Linked DNA regions of Mus musculus: region 1 is linked to region 2. Evidence: chromatin contacts called from public promoter capture Hi-C data. All regions are on one chromosome and are shown on one strand. The core of a region is the stretch at or near the end of the contact, and the rest is flanking DNA. Distances in the headings are between cores, read along the strand shown. Region 1 holds the start of Tmprss13 (transmembrane protease, serine 13). Region 2 holds the start of Upk2 (uroplakin 2).

Evidence for each region. Promoter capture Hi-C pulls out the DNA fragments that hold promoters and counts their contacts.
Region 1: a promoter capture Hi-C map of pre-B cells shows a contact between it and region 2, with 2.9 times the contacts expected there. The contact joins the promoter of Tmprss13 here to the promoter of Upk2 in region 2.

What each region holds. Positions count from the first base shown.
Region 1 is chr9:45,317,600-45,320,845 of GRCm38.p6, reverse strand. It overlaps Tmprss13 (transmembrane protease, serine 13), which reads right to left and starts at 1,746. Exons shown (of 13, transcript NM_001013373.2): 1 at 1,691-1,746. The coding sequence starts at 1,711. It overlaps Lncbate3 (brown adipose tissue enriched long noncoding RNA 3), which reads left to right. Exons shown (of 4, transcript NR_040720.1): 3 at 1,527-1,753; 4 at 2,368-2,580.
Region 2 is chr9:44,452,963-44,456,415 of GRCm38.p6, reverse strand. It overlaps Upk2 (uroplakin 2), which reads left to right and starts at 1,649. Exons shown (of 5, transcript NM_009476.2): 1 at 1,649-1,785; 2 at 2,223-2,354; 3 at 2,483-2,621; 4 at 2,863-2,933; 5 at 3,307-3,453. The coding sequence starts at 1,710. The coding sequence ends at 3,443.

The sequences.
Region 1 (3,246 bases), core at 497-2,996, 860 kb before region 2:
CAGGCTGCCTCCCAATTCACCAAGATCCATCTGTTTCTGCCTCCTGAGTGCTGGAATTAAAGACATACACCACCACACCTAGCTTCTCCAGCCCAATCTTATTTACTCTTAAGAAATCTGAGCCAGGTTGTGTGGTGCACACCTTTAATCCTAGCACTCAGGAGGCAGAGGCAGGCAGATCTCTGAGTGTGGGGGCTAGCCTGGTCTACAGAACAAGTTCCAGAACAGCCACGGCTACTCAGAGGAAATCTTGCCTTGAAAAAAAAAAAAAAGGAAAGAAAGAAGACAAAAAAATGTGCTGTAGACAAGATTAGGGGGCAGCTATAGGCTCCCTCCTTTGCCTCTACTCACTATCTATGGGTTTCACCTATACCCTTAAATAATGGGATGGCTCAGCTCTCTCATTACAAGAGAAGCTTGGACCTTCCATAGTGATCCCAGGACCTACCAGAACTTTGACACTTAATTCACACTTTTGCCCATGTCCTGTCCTTCCAACCTGCTTCCACATTGGTCCCTAACTCTAGGAAGATGAGTTTCCCAGATGAACATGCTTCTCTAACCCCACTCCAGGAGAGAGGCCAGGTCTCTGCCCATCTCTAACTTGAACAGATAGAACTTGATAGATAGCTCAGTCCCCATCTTTGGGTCTGGGGACTAGCAAGTTTTCACGGAAGATAGCCATGGCTGTGTGTGTGGCGCCCCATGCTTCCTACAGAATGCTACCCCCACCCCATGCTCCCTGTTCTGCTTCCTGTGGGGACATGAGCCAAAAGGACCAGAGCAGAGAGCAAAGGAGAAGAGCAGAGAGGGGTCTGGAATAATAGGAGAGATAACAGTGCCTTCGGAAACATACCCGGGTTCAGAGTGGACCACAAGCCAGGCACAGTCTAGAACATATGGTGAGCTGGATTTCTTCAAACCCAGGGCTTGTTGGACTTTCTAGAGTCTCAGAGTCCACTCTATCAATAGAGAACAGAAAAATATGGAAAAGAGCAGAAAACAGGACCTAGGAGAAGTTAAGCAAAAAGAGGGGCGCATTAAATAAGGCTTTGTGGATACCTAATGTGTGTACAAGACCCTTTTCTACACAGGACAACCCCATTGCTCTCTATCACCTCTAAAAGCAGCAGAAGAAGCTTAAGATATAGCAGAAGACACTGTGGTTAGACATAAGGAAGCACTTCCCATGTACTTTACGTCCCCTAGTAAGTAACCAATGAAAAAATTTAAATGTACATTTAAAAAGAAGACTCGCATGCTTCCGGGAAGGGTTAGGAGTCTAGCTAGGAGGTAATCCTTGAAGATGAGTTAAAATACCTTTGGGTTCTCAAACCAGCAAAAATGAATCTAGATTAAATCCAATCCTCAAACAGCAACGCCAGATTACCAAGTAACTCCAGAGCTGTTCTTGCCAGGGCACACACAGGCCACAGCCCTGTCCAGGCCTTGGCCACACAGCCCAGGGGTGCCTAATAACCAGACTCCATATTTTATTGGTTTCTCCTCCTCGGAGTTCCTTCTAGGGACTAAGATGAAGCAGTTGAAATCACTGGATCCCAGGCAGCTTCCAGCCAGCAGAGACATTCTGTCTTCCCTACACTCGGGGCAGGTCTTGGCAGCACCCTGCCTGACTCCAGCCTGTCCCTTCTCATGCCTGGGAAAGCCCAGGAGACCGCGGCGCACTCACCCGGTGGCTGCCTCTGTCCATGGTGTAAGAGAATGCTTCTTCCAGGCTCAGCTGATGTCGAGGGTAAGATCCATGTTGGCCCCCAGTCCCCCAGCGTGTGGGGAAAAGGAGGCTGAGGGCCGAGGGCCGGCCCTCAGCAGATGGGGCGGGGAAGTCGGTGGGACGTGTGAGGTAACTCAGGTATAAACAACCCAGAACTCGCCAGACCTGTCCTTCAGCCCCATCCCAGTTACTCAGCTAATACCTGGGCTCTTGAAACTGCCACCACATGAGCTTCTGTGTGTGGGGTCCCCTTCACCGCCCCTCCCAGAGGGTTCCAGACAGGATCTGAGATTATGGGAAGCCCTTCGAATGTGGTCACCTGAGCCTTCCAGGAAGACCCTGCCCTCAAAGTGTGCTCATTTCTAACTGTGTCCAAATCCCAAATCTGGACATGAGATGGACTTTTTTTTTTCCTGAAAAAAGTTTTTTATGAAAACTCTTAACAACGACAAGAGAAATCAGATGGTTTTAAATGGTGCACATAATGAATTACCTCCATTGGCAGCAATAAAATATTATGAATTATATCAAAATCAATTACTATAAAACATGTATGTATTTGAGTGGAAACCGGTCTGGGGAATATATTAGGCTGACTCATGACCTCCTACCCTGTGCTCCATCCTGATCATTAGAGGCAAAAGAAACAGAGGAAGAGACACGTGTCCTAAAGCAAAGTCGCTGCGCTCAGAAGTGTGGAAGCAGAAGAGTTAGGTGGACTTGGGAATGCTCCCTTTGTGATAAAGCCCCAGGGTGGCTGCAACTTCGCTGAGATCCGTGGATTCTGCGATTGGGTCTGTGTTCCCCCATGCATGAATCTGTACCCAGATAAAATTCTCTTTGCTTTTATTTTTGCCTCTTTTGTGAATTCTTGGTTTACGTGCAATCCTAGAAGCTGGACAGACCTAGACCCCTGGAGCTGCGGTGCCAGCACTGATGGGGCTGGGAGTGGGGTGTGTGTGTGGGGGGGGTGGGAGCTGGGACACTGACCACACTCAGCAAACCAGTGAGGCAGTTCTGGCATCAGACAGTGGGAGGGAGGGGGGCAAAGCCGGAGGAGATGGCGAGGCTGAGAATGCCCTGACAATTAGGAGCAGTGGCCATGGTCAACTACTAGGGTGGAGTCTGAGGCTGCCTCTTGACCTTTTAGATAAACAGATATGAAAACTGTTCTAGTTTAGGGTGTTCAGGGAAGTCTAAAACACAGAGGCTCATGGGAAAACTCCTGGAAGACCCAGGCAGAGAGCCAAGGAGTCTCTGACTTGGCTGCATTACTTCACTGGCTGCTCTTCAAGACATCAGAACTTGGCCCTCGCTCTCTTCCTCTCGCTGTCCACACTCTGGTCATCCAGGTCTGGGCACAGGCTGGCCACATTGTGTGCTGGGTCCTCCTCTTCCCCTCTCCTAAGGAGGTCCCCTCTGGGCACCAATGAGCTACAAGGCTATGCTTCATCCTTGGCACCCAGAGGCCGGTCCTGGAGGGCTCCATCAGTCTTCCAGGCAGGTCAGATGTC
Region 2 (3,453 bases), core at 400-2,899:
ACTTGCCCTCTGACCTCCACATAGACACTGTGGCACACATATGGGCACACATATAAAATAATAAATGCAACTTTAAATTTTTGAAAGAAATTAAGTTTCGGGTTTTACCTCAGACCCACTGTATCAGAAGCTACATCTGAACCAGTTTCCTGATCGTCCATTGCACAGTAAATTTGGAGATCGTCTGGTGAGAGTTCCTCCTGCTCCCAGCCGGAGCCCCCAGGTTCTGTTGTCTTCTACCCCCTACACACATTGCAGACTTTAAGTCCACCCAGCATGGGGGAAAGGACAGAACCCCATCAGCCCTTCAGTGGCCCCCACTTTTCCACTAGGACCTTTCTCTGGGGTTGGGGAAAATGGGTGGTTCCTGGAGCAGACCCTGACGGTCTGAGCTCAGGTCCTATCGAGTTCACCTAGCTGAGACACCCACACCCCTGCAGCCACTTTGCAGTGACAACCTGAGTCTCAGGTTCTGCATCTATAAAAAGCAGTGCCTTTCAGGAGGGCATGCAGAGCCCCCTGGCCAGCGTCTAGAGGAGAGGTGACTGAGTGGGGCCACGTCACTCGTCCATGGCTGGAGAACCTCCATCAGTTCTCCCAGTTAGCCTGGGGCAGGAGAGAACCAGAGGAGCTGTGGCTGCTGATGGTGTTTCTTCCCCAACTGTTGTCCCAGGCATCGAACCCCAGAGCGACCTGCACACAGTCCACCGCTGAGCCACACCCCAGCCCTCCACCTCCTCTGCTCCTGGTTACAGGATTGTTTTTGTCTTGAAGGGTTTTGTTGTTGCTACTTTTTGCTTTGTTTTTGTTTTTGCTTTTTTTTTTTTTTTTTTTTAACATAAGGTTTCTCTTTGTAGCCCTAGCTGTCCTGGAACTCACTCTGTAGACCAGGCTGGCCTCAAACTCAGAAATCCACCTTCCTCCCAAGTGCTGGGATTAAAGGCATTCGCCACCATCGCCCAGCCCCTGGTCTTGTTTCCTAAGGTTTTCCTGCTTTACTCGCTACCCGTTGCACAACCGCTTGCTGTCCAAGTCTGTTTGTATCTACTCCACTGCCCACTAGCCTTGCTGGACTGGACCTGCGTTTACCTGGAAGCCTTCACTAACTTCCCTTGTCTCCACCTTCTGGAGAAATCTGAAGGCTCACACTGATACCCTCCGCTTCTCCCAGAGTCGCAGTTTCTTAGGCCTCAGTTAAATACTAGAATTGGATCTCAGGCTCTGCTATCCCCACCCTACCTAACCAACCCCCTCCTCTCCCATCCTTACTAGCCAAAGCCCTTTCAACCCTTGGGGCTTTTCCTACACCTACACACCAGGGCAATTTTAGAACTCATGGCTCTCCTAGGAAAACGCCTACCTCCTTGGAGACAGCACCCTCTACAGTCCAGGAGGCAGACACTCAGACAGAGGAACTCTGTCCTTCAGTCGCGGGAGTTCCAGAAAGAGCCATACTCCCCTGCAGCTAACTAAGCTGCCAGGACCCAGCCAGAGCATCCCCCTTTAGGCCCGAGGGCCAGCTCCCCAGCCTGAAAAACCTGTCTGGGGCCCCTCCCTGAGGCTACAGTGCCCAAGGGGCAAGTTGGACTGGATTCCCAGCAGCCCCTCCCACTCCGAGACAAAATCAGCTATCCTGGGGCAGGGCCTCATTGGCCCCAGGAAACCCCAGCCTGTCAGCACCTGTTCCAGGATCCAGTTCCCAGCGCAGTATGGCATCCACACTGCCTGTCCAGACCTTGCCCCTGATCCTGATTCTGCTGGCTGTCCTGGCTCCGGGGACTGCAGGTCTCTATTGCTGGTGGGAGCGAGGAGGGTTTCAGAGCGCTAGACAGGGAGCATTGTCTCCCCAGGGCTCTCAAGGACAGAATGTTGGTCTAGCTGGTTGGGGTTGAGAGTTACTAGTGGTAGGGATCAGGTGACAAATTCCTGGGCTTCTTCCAGATCCAGGAGTCAAGAAATTTGGGTAAGTGTCCAAGGTTTGTGTGAGTTGGGCGAGACTGGGGACTGACTGGGTGCCATGGTCTAGTCTGGGTGCCATGGTCTAGTCTGGCTCCCAAACAGCGCGGCGTACCCACCATCTGCAGCTCAAGCCTGCCATCTGGTGGTCAGATCCACACGCTCCTCTTCTGTCTCTGCACCCTTAGCAATGACCACCCACCCACCCCGCCAGCTCTGAGTTAAGAGGGGGCTAACTCCTGAGTTCCCTCTCGGCTCCCTAACAGACTTCAACATCTCAAGCCTCTCTGGTCTGCTGTCTCCGGCGCTAACAGAAAGCCTGTTAATTGCCTTGCCCCCATGTCACCTCACGGGAGGTAATGCCACATTGATGGTCCGGAGAGCCAACGACAGCAAAGGTAGACCTCCCTTGTACCCATTTATTCTACTCGTCGTAACCCCTCTTAACGATACCCAAGAGCTGCCCGTTCTACAAGAGTGGACTGCTAGAAATCTGATCTTGCCTTTCACTCCTATTTCCCCTCAGTGGTTAAGTCAGACTTTGTGGTGCCTCCATGTCGCGGGCGCAGGGAGCTTGTGAGCGTGGTGGACAGTGGGTCTGGCTACACCGTCACAAGGCTCAGCGCATATCAGGTGACAAACCTAACACCAGGAACCAAATACTAGTAGGTACCGATGGACACCTGTGGAGGTGGGATGCAAAAAAGGGAAGTGGAGGTCCCGTGAGGGTGGGGAAGTGCCAGGAAGCATGAGTTAGAGAGGGCACAGCTAAAGGGTAGGAAATGTGAACCTGGACCCCAGGAGGGCCCAGATGGGACACATAGCTAGAAGGTGGAGGCTGGAACCCCTCCTCCCGAGTGCCAGATACGTACAATCTCTGCTTTCTCTCAACTCCTGCCTCTAAAGCATATCCTACCGAGTACAGAAGGGGACATCCACCGAGTCCAGTCCAGAGACTCCCATGTCCACGCTTCCTCGTAAGTAAAATGCCCGTCTCTCACACTTCCCTAAGCTCCGACTTTTTTCTCCTAGAGCAAGTTAGATAAACTGTTTTCTGAGCGCTCAGTCGCTCTCTCTCCCCCGCCCCAACCCCCCAGTATTTGGTATGGCCACCTCCTGTCCTGTTCAATCATCTCTGCACTAGAGGTTCCTTGTGCAGAGGGATGATGTCCTCCTTGGTGGCTCCTAAGTGTTGCTGTGAGGGGGGTCTATGTTTGCTTGACTGGTTGGCTGGATGACCAGTTGAACTGATGCTGGCGGCTACTTGGATGGCTGGGCTAAGCTGTGAACCACAGGAGCTACCTAGGAACCCCTTCAACTCACAGAGGTTCTCCCATCTTCTTCTGACAGGAAAAAACATGGAGTCTATTGGGTTAGGAATGGCCCGGACAGGAGGGATGGTGGTCATCACAGTGCTGCTGTCTGTGGCCATGTTCCTGTTGGTCGTGGGTCTTATTGTTGCCCTGGCACTGGGTGCCCGCAAATGAGAAGGGCTCT